Linked DNA regions of Mus musculus: region 2 is linked to region 1. A link is a contact called in public Hi-C data. All regions are on one chromosome and are shown on one strand. Each heading gives the region's core, a stretch centred on a gene start, on an enhancer-like site or on the middle of the called end of the contact. The rest is flanking DNA. Distances are from core to core; before and after follow the strand shown.

The links. A called contact is a pair of places that touch in the nucleus more often than the background predicts.
Region 2: a contact with region 1 is called in a Hi-C map of bone marrow-derived macrophages, with 39 read pairs. The contact joins two enhancer-like sites. A contact is called at or near these places in 5 of 39 promoter capture datasets (the C10 cell line, the HPC-7 cell line, the SN4741 cell line and 2 more), 1 of 15 datasets of contacts at CTCF or cohesin (the NIH/3T3 cell line), 11 of 484 Hi-C or Micro-C datasets (the AML12 cell line, the C3H10T1/2 cell line, the HL-1 cell line and 7 more) and 7 of 115 datasets of contacts at active chromatin or transcription factors (the HPC-7 cell line, bone marrow-derived macrophages, embryonic fibroblasts and 4 more).

The regions. Positions count from the first base shown.
Region 1 is chr15:38,534,251-38,541,843 of GRCm38.p6, reverse strand. No RefSeq gene overlaps it. Among named protein-coding and RNA genes, the nearest start is that of Azin1, 19 kb to the right of the region's middle. Within about 2 kb of position 6,318, at least 147 of the 459 cell types and tissues checked have an H3K27ac peak or open chromatin away from gene starts, as enhancers often do. A contact at or near this core is called in bone marrow-derived macrophages, where this site is marked.
Region 2 is chr15:38,623,245-38,630,647 of GRCm38.p6, reverse strand. No RefSeq gene overlaps it. Among named protein-coding and RNA genes, the nearest start is that of 1100001I12Rik, 21 kb to the left of the region's middle. Within about 2 kb of position 5,422, at least 3 of the 459 cell types and tissues checked have an H3K27ac peak or open chromatin away from gene starts, as enhancers often do. A contact at or near this core is called in bone marrow-derived macrophages, where this site is marked.

The sequences.
Region 1 (7,593 bases), core at 5,069-7,568:
TAGCTTGTGAATTTGGCTTAACCTGCTCTCTAAACAAGCTTGGGGATATAAATCTGTCCTGATCAACTTTCCTGTGAGAAATCACATTAGTTTCTTTAGAGTTGGTCCCCCCCCCTTTTTAATGTGTGTGTGTGTGTGTGTGTGTGTGTGTTTGTGTGTGTGTGTGTGTTTGTGTGTGTGTGTGTGTGTTTGTGTGTGTGTGTGTGTGTGTGGTGTGTGTGTGTGTGTGTTTGTGTGTGTGTGTGTGTGTGTGTGTTTGTGTGTGTGTGTGTGTGTGTTTGTGTGTGTGTGTGTGTGTTTGTGTGTGTGTGTGTGTGTGTGTGTGTGTTTGTGTGTGTGTGTGTGTGTGTGTGTGTGTTTGTGTGTGTGTGTGTGTGTGTGTGTGTTTGTGTGTGTGTGTGTGTGTGTGTGTGTTTGTGTGTGTGTGTGTGTGTGTGTGTGTGTGTGTGTGTGTTTGTGTGTGTGTGTGTGTGTGTGTGTGTGTGTGTGTGTGTGTTCATGTAAGATCAGAGGTTGACTGTTGGGTGTTTTCTTCCATTACACAACACCTTATTTCTGAGACAGGGTCTTTCACTGAATCTGGAGCTTGCCAGTTTGGGTAGGTCCACTGACCCTCAGGGATCCTTCTGTCTCTGTGCACCCCACTGCTAGGGTTATGGGTGCACATGAGGTTTCACAGGGATACTGGGGATCCGCCCAGGCTCCTTCTTTCTATCCCCTCTAATCCCCAGCTCCTTGGAAAGTTTTAGAGGGCAAATAAGCTCCATCACAATTGTAGGGCTCCAGGAAAGGAATCAGGAGAGTTCACGGCACCACAGCTTCAGTCCTGCAGAATACTTCCTCCAGCAGCCAAAGCCTCTGAACACGGTTGTATGAGAATACGGAAAGACGAGAGACATTGGAGCCATTCACTGGCTGGTGAACTGTTTTCTTGCGGTTAACTCCCAAACCTGCAGAGCTGGTACCAAGGGAGGAACAGGGCAGCAGGTCAGAAGGGCTGCTATGGGTGGGTGACATAGACTACCAGCTCTCTGCAGGGCATGATGGCATTCAGGGAGGCAGATACTCGATCCAGTCCTCTCTGAGTGACCCATGCAGTGACTTCAGTAGTCCAGAGTGCTGGAATCAAGACTGGACGAATTAAAACAAGGTAGAGAGTCCAGGTCCCTTTGAGCCTATGGCTCCCAGTGACCATAGAACATTGCATGCCAGACTAGCAAGACTAGGAAGAGAATCTAAAGGAGCCATGGGGACACTTTGTCCACAAATCCCAGACTGCAAATCAACCATGCACCACCTTCCTTATGAGTAGGAACTTCGCCCTGGAAGTATCAGCATTAGGAGATGGGGTTCCCTGCTGGGGTTACCTGCTCTTATCTTAGCTTTGAACTTGTGAAAGCACTGGAGCTTTGGAAGAAAAAAGTGGGACAGCCCTCCTCCCCAGACATACACACACATTTACACACACACACACACACACACACACACACACACACACACATCTAATGCTGCTTAGGAAAAGAAATTTTTGCCAGAAATGGTGCTCATATCTGTAATTCCCCAGAAGGGGGTAGGGAGTTTGAAGCCAACCTGGCCAGCATAGTTAAACCCCGTCAAGAAAGAAAGAAAGAAAGGAAGAAAGGGAGAAAGGAAGGAAGGAAGGAAGGAAGGAAGGAAGGAAGGAAGGAAGGAAGGGAGGGAGGGAGGGAGGGAGGGAGGGAGGGAGGGAGGGAGGGAGGAAGGAAGGAAGGAAGGAAGGAAGGAAGGAAGGAAGGAAGGAAGGAAGGAAGAGAGGGAGGGAGGAAGGAAGGAAGGAATTGATCTCAGCAATGGAAAGGCAGAGACAGGAGAAGCTCAGTGAATTCCAGGACAGCCTGGTCTACATAGTGAGTTCTAGGACAGCCAGGGCTACACAGACCCTGTCTCAAAAAGAAATAAATAAAATAAACAAATAAACAAACAAAGGAAAACCTTTCCTTTCCTTCTAGATGTTTTTTCCCGACCATAAAATGGCTTGACTTCATCTTTTGTTTGTGTGTCTGTTGTTTTCCTGACTGTGAGTACCAGCCACAAGAGAAAGGAGAGTTCCCTCAGCTGATATTGCATGGAGAGACTTCTCTCAATAAACTCCTTTCAAGAGATCAGTCTTAAAATGCCAGTCCTTGAAAGATTCCTGGACTGCTGGTTTGCTGAGGAGAAAATTCCCACTTATGTCCTGCTTGCCCTCTCCACTCAAGACATTCCAGTCGGTCTTCTCTTTCATCGTCCTGCACACACACCAAGAAGGCCTTTGGGGTTCAATCAGAAAAGGGGAGCAAGAGAGAGCATCCAGGCTGCAGAGAAGTCTTGACTGATTCCTCCGGTGTACTAACTGCTAACAGTGTTTAGTATGCAGGCAGTGTGCTCTCACTATAGACGGACTATGCCTGGAATATCACAGCACCCCACGGAGGAGGTGCTGCACACATCCCCATTTTATAAGCCATGGCACAGAATGTCAGCCCAAGCAGGACATGCCGTAAGACAGCTGCCCAGGGCTGACATTTCCTTTGCCTTTTGTTGTTGTTGTTGTTGTTTGTTTTTTGTTTTGTTTTTTTTCAAATAAGGTCTTATGTATTCTAGGCTGGCCTAGAGCTCATTATAGCCACTGACGATCCTTAGTTTTTGATTCCCCTGCACCTACTTCCCCAGCCCCAGTATTGACATTCTAGAGTTGTACAGCCAGGTCAAACGCTAATCCTACCAGTACTAGACACTGAGCAGGCTAGAGATCCAGTGACTCAGTTTCCCTCTTTACACATTAGAGGTGGCATTAGGACCTAGAGTTTATGTGAAGACTATGATGAGACTCAAAGTGCTGAGGAGAATTTCAGGTACATCATCAATTTCATCCTATGATCTCATTCGCTCAGCTGATTCAGGGTTAGACTACAGTCCTAGCTACTAATGTCTCTGGCTCCTCCCTGGATGTGTCGGAAGTAAGATTCTAGGAAGCCCAGGGTGATGTGAATATCTACCCCGCTGCTCACACCGGTCTGGGGTTTCTCTCACATGCAGAGTGGGCTGTAGCTCACACACCCTCTGATACATCTGTGAGTCATGAAGAACAAATGGACAGATACAAACTGTAGGTCCCAAACTGTCATGTCTCTACGGATGCCCAGGTTTTGTAACACAAAACACTGCTCTGAGAGGCCGTTCTGAGAGGCTTTGATGGAGCTCTCGGACCTGGAGTCCTGCCAGGGTGTGCTGGAGGCAGCCTCTCTCTCAGCCTGGCCTTTTGGGCACCGCTCTTTTCCTTAAACAAGTCAATGAGCCCTTTCTTCAGCCCAGCCTTGTATCAGCAAGGCATGACTTGGGTTTGGCTTACCACCTCCATCCACTCAGTGAGATTGCTGGATTCCAGTCACCAGTGAGGCTTGCTCCTGCCCCACTGTTTGGTGCAATCATCCTGGTTTGCAAAGAGATTTCCCAGATTGATGCTAGAGCCACAAACTCCAAGGTCCACACTCCGAATTAAGCAGTAATCCTCCCCCAAGCATAGGAAAGTAGGCTCAGAATGTAAAATCACGTGACTGTTTAGTCAAGAAACACAAAGAACCACAATTCCTATGTATAGACAAAAAAATTATTTTGTTTTGTTTTGTTTTGTTTTGATTTTTGTTTTGAGACAGGGTCTTGCTATGTAACCCTACTGATCTAAAATTCACATGTAGCCCAGTCAGACCTTGAACATACGGCAATCTGCCTTCTTTTCAGCCTTATGAGTGCTGTAATTATAGGCATATGCTATTATGCCCTGCAAAAGATACCAATTTAAAATTTTTATTTGTTATTCATTACTACTACTACATGTGTACATGTATGTGCATGCATGCACATATGTGTACACATGCTCTAGATCAGAGGACAACTTTTGGGAGTAGCTTCTTTCCTTTTACTATTGAGTCTAGAGTGTGTGTGTGTGTGTGTGTGTGTGTATGTGTGTGTGTGTGTGTGTGTGTTAAAGTAAAACAAAACAAAACTTGGGAGACACTTTTACTTAAAATTCTAGGGACTCGGTCTGGAAAACAAATACACAGATGGAACATTTTACTTATGAAATCAAAACGAGAAACATAACCAAGAGACACTAAGAAAACAGGCACGCACACTCGAGTGAATACAGGAGGTCAGAAAGTTACCATTTCCTCTCCACTCTGCTTTTAGTTTCTTCACTAAGACCAAAAATCAAATTATGCACCAAGTTTAACAAGCTCTGTACAAGATACAGAGAATTCAGGCAGGGAGGAAGAATAAAGGCTTAGCCTCACAAATGGATGGTTCAAAATTTCCAGCACATGTTACCTCTAGATTGTAATCGACAGCGATACACATCCTTTGGGGAGGGTTTTGAGACAAGAGGCCCCCTGGCTTCGTGTTTCTTCCTCTTTCATTTGAAGCACCATGGAACCAAGAAGGAAGACATTGTGCTTTTTGTCCTGTTATGATGAGTATTTAAGAGGTCTGAGTTTATCCTTGAGTTTGAGTCCTCAAGGTTTTAAAATCTTTCTTGGCAGAGAAGTCCCTCATCTGTCCAAGATAGGGAGCATCCATACTCGAATTTTTAGAGCAGACCTGGCTTCAAAAGTTCCATCACTTTGGCCAGTGTAACAGTCTGGTTTGGTAATCCCTGAGGGTAAGCCAGGCCTGAACTCCAGGTGTGCTGATCTCTTCGTGACCTCAGAAAGAGATTCTTCCTCTGTATCAGGATCCTTTTCAACAGCTATATGTACTAAGTCCCTTTTAAGAGATACCGGAATTGAGTGTTCCTTGTGTGAACCATGAGCTGGATCTATAGCATGTATTTCTAGTCCTGCTGGCAATTCTATAGTATACCCATTACTGTTGAGTAGTTCATTGAATAGTTAAATAACTAGGCTCAGAAAACATCATTCAGCAAGACAGTAGTTAAACTAGATTAGAAAACATATATGTAAAAAAGCACACTTCTGTTCTATGTGTCCCAGAGGCCTAGGTGTGCCAAAAATACAAGTTGTGCTTTCACTTAAAAACATTTTTATTTTATGAACATGAATGTTTTGCCTGTGTGTATATAAGTATTCCACATGCATGTCTGGTGCTTTTGGGTGGGGGGGTGTTGGATTCCTGGAACTGGCATTATAGGCAGTTATGAGGCAACATGTGGGTGTTGGGAACTAAATCCAGGGCCTCTAGAGAGCAGCCAGTGCTCTTAACAGCTGAAGCATTCTCCAGTCCCTCAATAGGTGTTTTTTGAAGGAAATACTACAGGCAAAGGCTTATACTTGGTGTGGAGCCACACACCTGTAATCCTGCCACTTGAGAGATTGAGGCAGAAGAATCAGGAGTTCAAGACCAGCGTTGGCTACATAGCAAATTTTAGGGCAGCCTGGGCTATGTGAGATCCTGTCAGGAAGAAAAGTAAATAAATAAATGAAGAGAGGGGAGGGAAGGAAAAGGAGAGATGGAGAGGAATGGAGGAGGGGAGAGGAAGGGGAGATAAGGAGTGGAAAGGAAAGAGGAAGTAAGAGACAGGGAGGGAGGGCAGGGCAGGGGCAGGAAGGGGAGGAGAAGGTAAGGGAATCAAAGCACAGCAGAGGCCTGGGGGTAAGGATAGTAACCAAAACCAAAGTTGTCACTTCGCTATAACGTCAGCACTTAGGAAGGCCCAGGCAAAAGGATGGAAGCTCAAGACCAGTCTAAATAACGAGACTCTGTATTAAAACTGACTGACTGAATGAATGAATGAATGAATGAATGAACAAAGAAACAGCTAAAAGAAAGAAACATAAGATAACACCACTACGATCGCTATAGTTGGCTGAGCATTTGAGTTGTGCGCAGTAAGCTGGTAATGGCTTACATACGGTGCATATATAGGATTTGACACCACATGACAGCAGACAGGTCAAGTGTTCCTATTAGCATTATCTATCAGTGGATTATCTATGGTTGCTATAGTAATGTTGCTTAATTAAGGACATCTCTTCCAAGCCTCATACCCTCCCTCCTTACTGAACATGCAAACTGGGGGTGGGGGGGGTGGGGGGCCCCCTCAGCAGCAAACCAGCTCCCCACCTGGCTTCTCCTGGGACTCTTTCCCCACAGGTACCCCCTGTTGTTAATCTCTGAGTTATGTAAAGAGCCCCTACTGTGCTTCTTGATGGGAAGGAGGGGGTGGTGTTCTCCGGCTCTTAGTTTGCATAATATTCTCTTCTCTGTCAGAGTTGAGAAAGAAGCTTGTGGTCTGGTGACAGCGGCAGATGGGAGGAGCCATGACTCATCAGTGCTCTGCAGGAATAGAGCAGGGTAGCCCTGGGAGGCTGTAAAGACCCCATCTTCCCCCACCTCTGGCCAGGCCTTGAGAGAGCTTCTTGTAGGAGGAAGGAGGAGAATAGACCTTAGTCAAGCTGTGCTCCGGAGGCTGAGGTCATACCTTAGCACTAATCTCGGGGTGGGGCGGGGTTAGCTAGGCTAGCATAGTAAAACTTTGTATTGCTAGACTCCAACTTTGGGGCTGGGGAGATAATGCAGTTGTTGCCATGCGAACATGAAAGGCTGAATTCTATCCATGAACCCGTGTTAGATAGATAGATAGATAGATAGATAGATAGATAGATAGATAGATAGATAGATAGATAGATAGATAGAAAGAAAGATAGATAGATAGATAGATAGATAGATAGATAGATAGATAGATAGATAGATAGATAGACGGACAGACAGATCGATCATCCAGGTTGTGGGCAAGAGAGATGGCTCCGTGGCTAGGAGCACTTGCTGCACGTCCAGGACCCACGGCAGGCAGCTCACAGCTGTAAATCCAGCTCTAGAAACACCCTGTGCTGGCTTCTCCAGATATCTGTACTCAGGTACACATACTCCTATGCATAATTAAAATAAATTTTTAAAAATCCAGGCATGGCAATCCAAACCTAGAATTCCAGTGTAAGGGAGGTAGAGACAGGTTGCTATCTAGGGCTAGGCAGATTTGCAGCCAGTTTAACCTAACATTGAGTTCCAGGTCAATAAGGAAACAAGCAGAACAAAATAAACTCCAACTTTACATTTAAAAGTAAAAACCAGCCGGGCGTGGTGGCGCACGCCTTTAATCCCAGCACTCCGGAGGCAGAAGCAGGTGGATTTCTGAGTTCGAGGCCAGCCTGGTCTACAAAGTGAGTTCCAGGACAACCAGGGCTACACAGAGAAACCCTATCTCAAAAAAAAAAAAAAAAAAAAAAATCAGTTTGAGGCCAGCACAAGCTACAAAGTCAAGCATAAGCTCTCCAGGGTTTTGTATTTTGTTTTGCTTTGTTGTTTGTAGACCAGGTTAGTCTCTTTTTATAATTTATCATTTTTATTTTATATCCATTGGTGTTTTGCCTGAATGTATGTCTGTGTGAGGGTGTCAGAAGCCCTGAAACTGGAGTTACAGACAGGTATGAGCTGCTATGTGGGTGCTTGGAGATGAGCCTGGATTGTCTAGAAGATCAGCCAGTGCCCATAACTGTAACCAGATATATACTACCTGGCTTCTTTGTTCCCCGAAATAACCACTCTGAGACTGGATTA
Region 2 (7,403 bases), core at 4,173-6,672, 90 kb before region 1:
TCAAGTGCTGGGATTAAAGGTGTGCGCCACCACCACCCAGCTGGACTTTTTACGAACTAAATTACGGGAAACTGTTATGTTCTGTAATTATACGCAACATAAAGATCAGAGAAGTTCCCAGTTTTTTATGGAATGTGTTTATGGTTAAAGGGTTTTGCTTTAATACCAAGAATCAAGCCATTTTTAAACTGTTGTTTTGAATCTTAACCTAATAGGGATAAAACATAGCTGGGCAGTGGTGGTGCACACCTTTAATCCCAGCACTTGGGAGGCAGAGGCAGGCAGATTTCTGAGTTTGAGGCCAGCCTGGTCTACAGGATGAGTTCCAGGACAGCCAGGGCTATACAGAGAAACCCTGTCTCAAAAAAATAAAAAAAGGAGAAGAAGGAGGAGATGGAGGAGGAGGAGGAGGAGGAGGAGGAGGAGGAGGAGGAGGAGGAGGAGGAGATGTTTAAACTTACTATGATAGAGATTCTCAAATACTAAAAGTGACCTCCCCCACCCCCATAAGGTCTCCATGAAGCTAATAGACACAACAACAAAAGTCTCATCCTAAACTATGGTATGCCAACCTCTGGAAAAGATTGCCCAGCCTGAACTGTGGACAAACAGGACACCAGAGAGTTGATTGTCCCCCACTCCCCATTGCCTAAGATAAGGTGAGGTTAATCCCTCCCATATTCTTCCTCCACAGAAAAAGCCTGTTCATCTTCTGGGCCTGATGGACAAAGATTGCCTTTGCCTGTGATGTCATGGATACCACAGGAACCTGGAAAAACTGTCTAGGTAATGCCTGGTGGACTAGTCTGTCATTCAGTTGATACATAGGCTATTTAGATTACAACTTATCCTTCTCAGATCTCTGATCACATTGACAGCTAAGCTAACTGTACCTTGACAGCTGGAAAACAGCAGGCAACTAGCTCCTTACCCCGAGGTAATCCACCACTGTATTAGTTCATTAGCCAATTCACTGGTTAGTTAAAACTTCCAGGTCTCTTGTTTAAAATGCTAACAGGTTTGCTTTGCTCACAGGCTTCATATTGAAAGGCAAACAGTTTAAAAATGTAACTTTTACAACATTTATCTAAAGGAACTCCTATTACAGTGACTGTCCCCAATAATCAATCACTTGTACCTTATGGTGAATAGTTAGATAGGAAAAAAGATGCAAAGTTATATAAAGGTCCGAGGCTATGAGAGCTTAGGCTGTGAGGATCTAAGAAAAAGATTTAGGGACTAAGAAGGTGGGTTTTTTTTTTTTTTTTGGTTGGGTTTGTTTGTTTGTTTTGTTTTGTTTTTCAAGACAGGGTTTCTCTGTATAGCCCTGGGTGCCTTGGAGCTCACTTTATAGACCAGGCTGGCCTCAAACTCAGAAATCTGCCTGCCTCTGCCTCCCAAGTGCTAGGATTAAAGGCGTGTGCCACCACCACCCGGCTGAGAAGGTGTTTTAAGGTTGGTAAATGCAAGTGAAAGCTTAAACAGTGATAAGAAAGTGATTTAAGGTATATCAACAGAATGAAAATGCTTCAGATTCCCCCCCCCCCCATACCCCATATGCTACTATTTGCATTAAGACTTTGAAATTCAGAGCTTTTTTTTTTTTTTTCAGACAGGGTTTCTCTGTGTAGCCCTGGCTGTCCTGGAACTCACTCTGTAGACCAGGCTGGCCTCAAACTCAGAAATCCACCTGTCTCTGCCTCCCAAATGCTGGGATTAAAGGCGTGGGCCACCACCGCCCAGCTTGAAGTTCAGAGCTTTAACATTAATCAACAGAGTTCTGATAAATTAGTCTAACTCGGGTAAAGCCTTCCACTACACAATCCACTATCACAATCACAAGTTCAAGATTTTAACTTTCCTTTGGTTGTCTTTTAAGTATAGACTTGAAAGTGTTTCTCTATGTTAGATCTGTATACACCCAGTCTCCTGAAGAGAGGCAGAAGCCCCTCCCCCGCTTTCATGGCTTGTAGTCATACTGTACCCCAGGGACCTAGCTATTGCTTATGCTATCTCCTGCCAGCCTCTGTCCTCAGCATCCCCTCTCTCATTCTTGGCATGCACCCTTCCCTCAGTGCCCTCCTTTTCTCTGCCCTCATGGCTCTGTTCTCATCTGTCTGCCAGTCTATATGCCCACTCATCTCCCTCTACCCTTTACCCAGGTCCTCACTCTTCTCCCCTCCCCTAATAAACCTCCTTTAGACCAGATCTGCTGTGTGGCTTAATTTCCTAGGGCACACCTCGGCATGGGCCTGCCAAAGGTCCACATTATATTTCATAATACACAGCTCTTACTCTGATGGATTGCAACCATTTAAATTATCTAATATTTATACCAGTAAAGACACAGGAAGCATAAACTGAGGTAAAAACCTGATAACTCAGCAAGGTAACTTTATTTTCTGAACTATATACAAAGTATCTACTTACCAGCCTGATTCTCCAACTAAGCTGCTAGCGCTTTAGGAACATCTTTGTATGTCCCCCTACTGAGCTAGTCTGCCTTTCTCTTGAGATTCTCCCAAGCTAGAAGAGCTCCTTAGCTCTCTTTCCTAGAGTTCTGTTTTACCCGTGTCTTGCCATGTGCTTCTCTGTAGTTCCTACAGGCCCACAGAGAGAATCTTCATCCCTTGCCTGGAGCTTCTTCCATAAAGGCTCTTCCAAGCCAAAAGAGGGAGTGAGGTCCAGTTGCTATAAAAGAAGTCTTTAGCTCCTCCTAGACCCTTGGTAGGTTGAACCAAGTCGCCTCACCATTATGGTGGTAGGGGTCCCAAGCCAACACAGTAGGCCAAACCTTTACATGGGGTAGCTCAAAGGCATCCAGCTGACTTTGCCTCAGGTCATAGGAGAAAGACCACAAACCCTCTCCTAAGCATTTGCCTTAAAATAGCTTAAAATAGGCAGGCGCTTTCCAGTCTGTAGCATTGTTATCTATGGAGGCTTTCAGAGGCACACCCAAACTGCATCTCTTCAGGACACGCCTAACTACATCTTACTACACAATATCTATTTAAACTTTTATATTTTGCTAACAATTAAGTTTTCTATGTATAATGATCACATACCCTGCAACAATGGGTTGTAGTGGGAAGCTGGTAAGACAGAGGGGTAAGAGCATGGTCACAAAGGGAACCACATTCATTGTGTACCTGAATGCACTAAATCCAGAGAATTTAATGACTTCCACAAGATGGCAATATTTCGCAGCAATATAGGGAGGAAAACTTTGGAATGATGATATGTCAGTTACTTTTCTGTTGCTCTGATAAATGCTCTGGCAAAACAATTTTCAAGAGAAAAGGTTAATTATGGTTCACAAGTCCCATCAAAGTTGGGAAATCTACAGATCCACAGAGAAGGAGCTTGAAGCAGCTGGTCACAACTGTTGGTGATAGGGGTACAGGAAAGAACCAGGATATGGTTAAGGTCTTTTCTGTAGGAGAGAGAGAGAGAGAGAGAGAGAGAGAGAGAGAGAGAGAGAGAGAGAGAGAGAGAGAGAGAAAGACTGAACATGGCCAGGGTGGCAGAGTGGGAGAGAACAGTGAAGATGGGAGATGGCAAGAGATGGAGATAGAGAATATAGCCAAGGAAAGTAAGAGAACAAGAGAGAGTAAGGTGGAACAAGAGAGGACAGAGTGGGTAGCCAGGTTATAAGGAGGGGGGCCTGTGAGCTTCAGGGAGTTTAGGGGAGGGAGGAGGCCAGAAAGGCTAGGATGCTGGTGTGGACTTGGAAATGTATCACAGGCACTGGTGATGCTGAGGGAGCCTGGAGGCCAGCATGGGCTGTGATAGGCACCACTGTCACCATGTGTCCCTTCTGCCAGAGACCACACCTTCTGGCACATGGGAACCAGTTTCACAAGGAAACTAAGGAACGCTAGCTTTTATCTAACTGCCAGAAATCCTCCTGTAGTCCAGGCTGAGCTCATTTCTGCGCCTTCTGGGGTATTGGGAATTAAGAGTTTCCTTCGCACCTGACAACACTGAATCTACAATCTGGAAGCAGACATTGATTAATGCCTATGTTTAGCTTAATTTTTCACTTATACAGTCTGGGATCCCCTCCAGGGAATGGAGGGTCACCCACTGTGAGTGAGTCTTCTCACCTCAATAAAATCCCACACAGGCAAATTCAGAGAACCACATACTGAGCTAGAGGCCCGTCTCACTTCAAGGCACCCTGTTTTGGAAACAAACAAAAATATCTTTAATTCCAGAAGTCAGGAATACAAATTAGTAATCTTTATATTATTAAAGGTAAAAATATCTTTAATCCCAAAGGCAGGTGGATCCCTGACAGTTAAAGGCCAGCTTGTTTGAGTTCCAGGCCACCCAGGGTTATATAGTGGACCCCCCTCCCCTTCCCCCCCAAAAAAAACCCACCAACCTACCTAAAAGCAAACAAAAAGGAAGAAGAAGGAGGAAAGAGAAGGAGGAAGAACAAAATGGTAATACACTTTTGATCTTACTTTATCCCAAATAAATGTTTGGTAGCACATACACATATATGACAATATTCTTAAGTGTTGATACAGACAGACAGACAGACAGACAGACAGACAGAGGTGTTTTATATATATGTATTTAAGTATGCAATAGAGCCAATTGATTTTGAACTGAAATGTATGAAACAGTAAACACAAGTAAAGCTGTTTTTCCTTCCAGCGCTCTCTTTGAGACCGAGTCTCTCTGTGTAGCCCTGGCTGTCCTCGAACTCTGTTTGTAGAGCAGGCTGGCCTGGAACTCACAGAGACATGCCTGCCTCTGCCTCCAGAGTCCTGGGATTTAAGGTGTGTGGCACCACATCCCTCAAGCTTTTCTTTCTCAACAAATTATCCCAGATTTGTGCTACAGTGATGAAAAGCTAACACCACGTATGTATATATAGAAAGAGACTGAATTTTTAAGATTTAGTTTTAATTATGTGTGTTGGCATCCTCCTAACAGCGACCTAGCAGTAGCTTGAGCCATCATCTATCACCATAACTGCATGCATCACTGCTGGAAATAAAGCATATACGAGGGCTGCTTGCCTCCCCAGTCCTCTTCCTCACCTCCCTCCCCTCCCCTCACTCTCCTCGCTTTCACTCTCTCTCTTTCTCTGCTTCCACATATTCCTGACTGCCATCTCTCTCTCTCTTTCTGTCCTTCTCTATTACCAGTTTCTTTGCCCTCGTGGCTGTCTTCTACCCCTCCTCCAGGTCCCCTTCCTTCCCCCACAATAAACCTCCCTTATACTATGTCTGTCACACTGTGTGATTTCTCAGAGGGACACTTTGGCATGGGCCCAGCAGGTACCACCTAACCATGCCGCTACCGAGTTTATATTTCATAACAATGTGTGTCTGTATGTGGGTTTGTATACATGAGTACAGTACCTGAAAAGCCACGAGAGGCCACTGGATCCCCTGGAGCTGGTGTTATATGGGTCTGACTAAACCAAGCCTGGAAGAAGGAAGTGCTCTGAAACACTGAGCCATCTCTCCAACCCCACCTTAAGATTGCATTTTGCAATTGTGTCTGACTAGATACACTGTTAATGTTTGCTTTTCTTTCTAACTACAAGGAACCATAGGATAACTAGTGTTTAACGCTGAGAAGGAACCAATTATTTTGAAGTTTTCTTGCAGCTTCTGTTCGCTGTACTGATGTTTCTAAAGCTAACTTCTAGCCCTATGAGTAAATATAAGTTATCCTCTGAGGTGAATGCTTTGTTGCTTATGCTGAAAGCCAGGCCACCCCTGAATGAGCATGCTGTGAACTCTGCTGAGACACGGGGGCTGTGCTTGACAAGTCTTACACAGGCAGACAGCACTGCACTACCCAGGTGCTATGTAGACATTGATTCATTCAACTTTATTACACCAGAGAGCACAAGAGAGCCAGGACCAATGACACAAGTGCAGAAATTCCTCCACTGAGACAAAAGACTACATTTTAGCCAGGTCAGGAGGCAGAGGCAGGTGGATCTCTGTGAGTTCGAAGCCAGACTCATCTACAAAGCAAGAACCAGGACAGCCAGAGCTGTTACACAGAGAAACCCTGTCTTGAAAAAGAAAAGGCAAAATAAAACAAAACAAACAAACCTTTTTACTCTGTGCTTCTTATGTTCCAGGCTGGAGGCTACTAAAGCAGGGACTGGAAACAATATACATGAAAAAAATATAAACCCAGGCAGGGTCTACATTTTTGGAGAGGTGGCTTAATGGTTAAGAGCACTTGTTGCTCTCGAAGAGGACCACAACCATCCAAAGTTTCAGTTCCAAGGGATCTAACTCACTCTTCTGACCATCAAGGATGCAAAGCACATGCATGGTACACATATGTACATGCAGACAAAACACCCACATATATAAAATAAATATAATTTAAATAAATAAATAAATAACTCAGGCTGGAGAGATGGCTCAGCAGTTAAGAGCACTGGCTGCTTGCTGTTCCAGAAGTCCTGAGTTTAACTCCCCGCAAACACTTGATGGCTCACAACCATCTGTAATGGGATCTGATGCCCTCTTCTGGTGTGTTTGAAGACAGCTACAGTGTACTTACATATAAAATAAAGAAATCTAAAAAAAAAAAAAAATCAAAACCCATCCTTTGCTACAGTGGAATGATAAAAACCCTCAAACATTCTTACATTCTTATCCAAAATTCCCTGTGTTTTAGTTATTTGTTAATCTTCTATTTACCAAACTTCTAGAGTTTGTGCTGTCTGTAATTTTCTACCCCATTTGCAGAATGTTCTTGGTCTTTATGAGAACAAGAACAGAGTACAGCTGCCTGTTTGTTAATACGAACAGTCACGAACCGAGGTTACAGTGGGAAGCCACAGAAATCATGAATTAGCTTTTCGTCTTTATCAGTAAATGTTAATGAAGCCTGGTCCAGTGGAACCTGCTGGTAAGTGAAGGAGAAAGGTGGAAGAACTGGGACTCAAGGACTTATGCACACTGTTGGGGGTGGGGGTGGAGTTAATGGAGGCAGCTTGTTGCTGTGCGTGGTTAAATTCTGTATCCCAAGGTCTAGTTGGCTCAGGGCAAGTGAACTTTTACAAATACCAGCTTTTGTAGTTGTGCAAGCTTTACTCCTTAATTTAAAACAATTATTTAATAAAGGTGCCTACAGCTTGTAACAGGGCTGAACAGAGGTAGGTTAGGCGGGGCTTCAGTTGCTGGTCTTGGGGTCTGAGGCAGAGATAGGAGGAGAAGAGGGCAGAGAAGAAGGAAGAGGTTGCCATGGGGTAGATGTATCGTGAGAGCATGGCCATGAGGGCCTGCCTGTTGGAGTAGAAGTGGCTCATGCAGAACACGTGATATCTCGGGGTTACTGACAGGGAAGTAGACAAAGCAGCACAGAGGGCTGATACCTGCCCAGCTCTGGTGCTTTAAGGCTTATTAGAAATA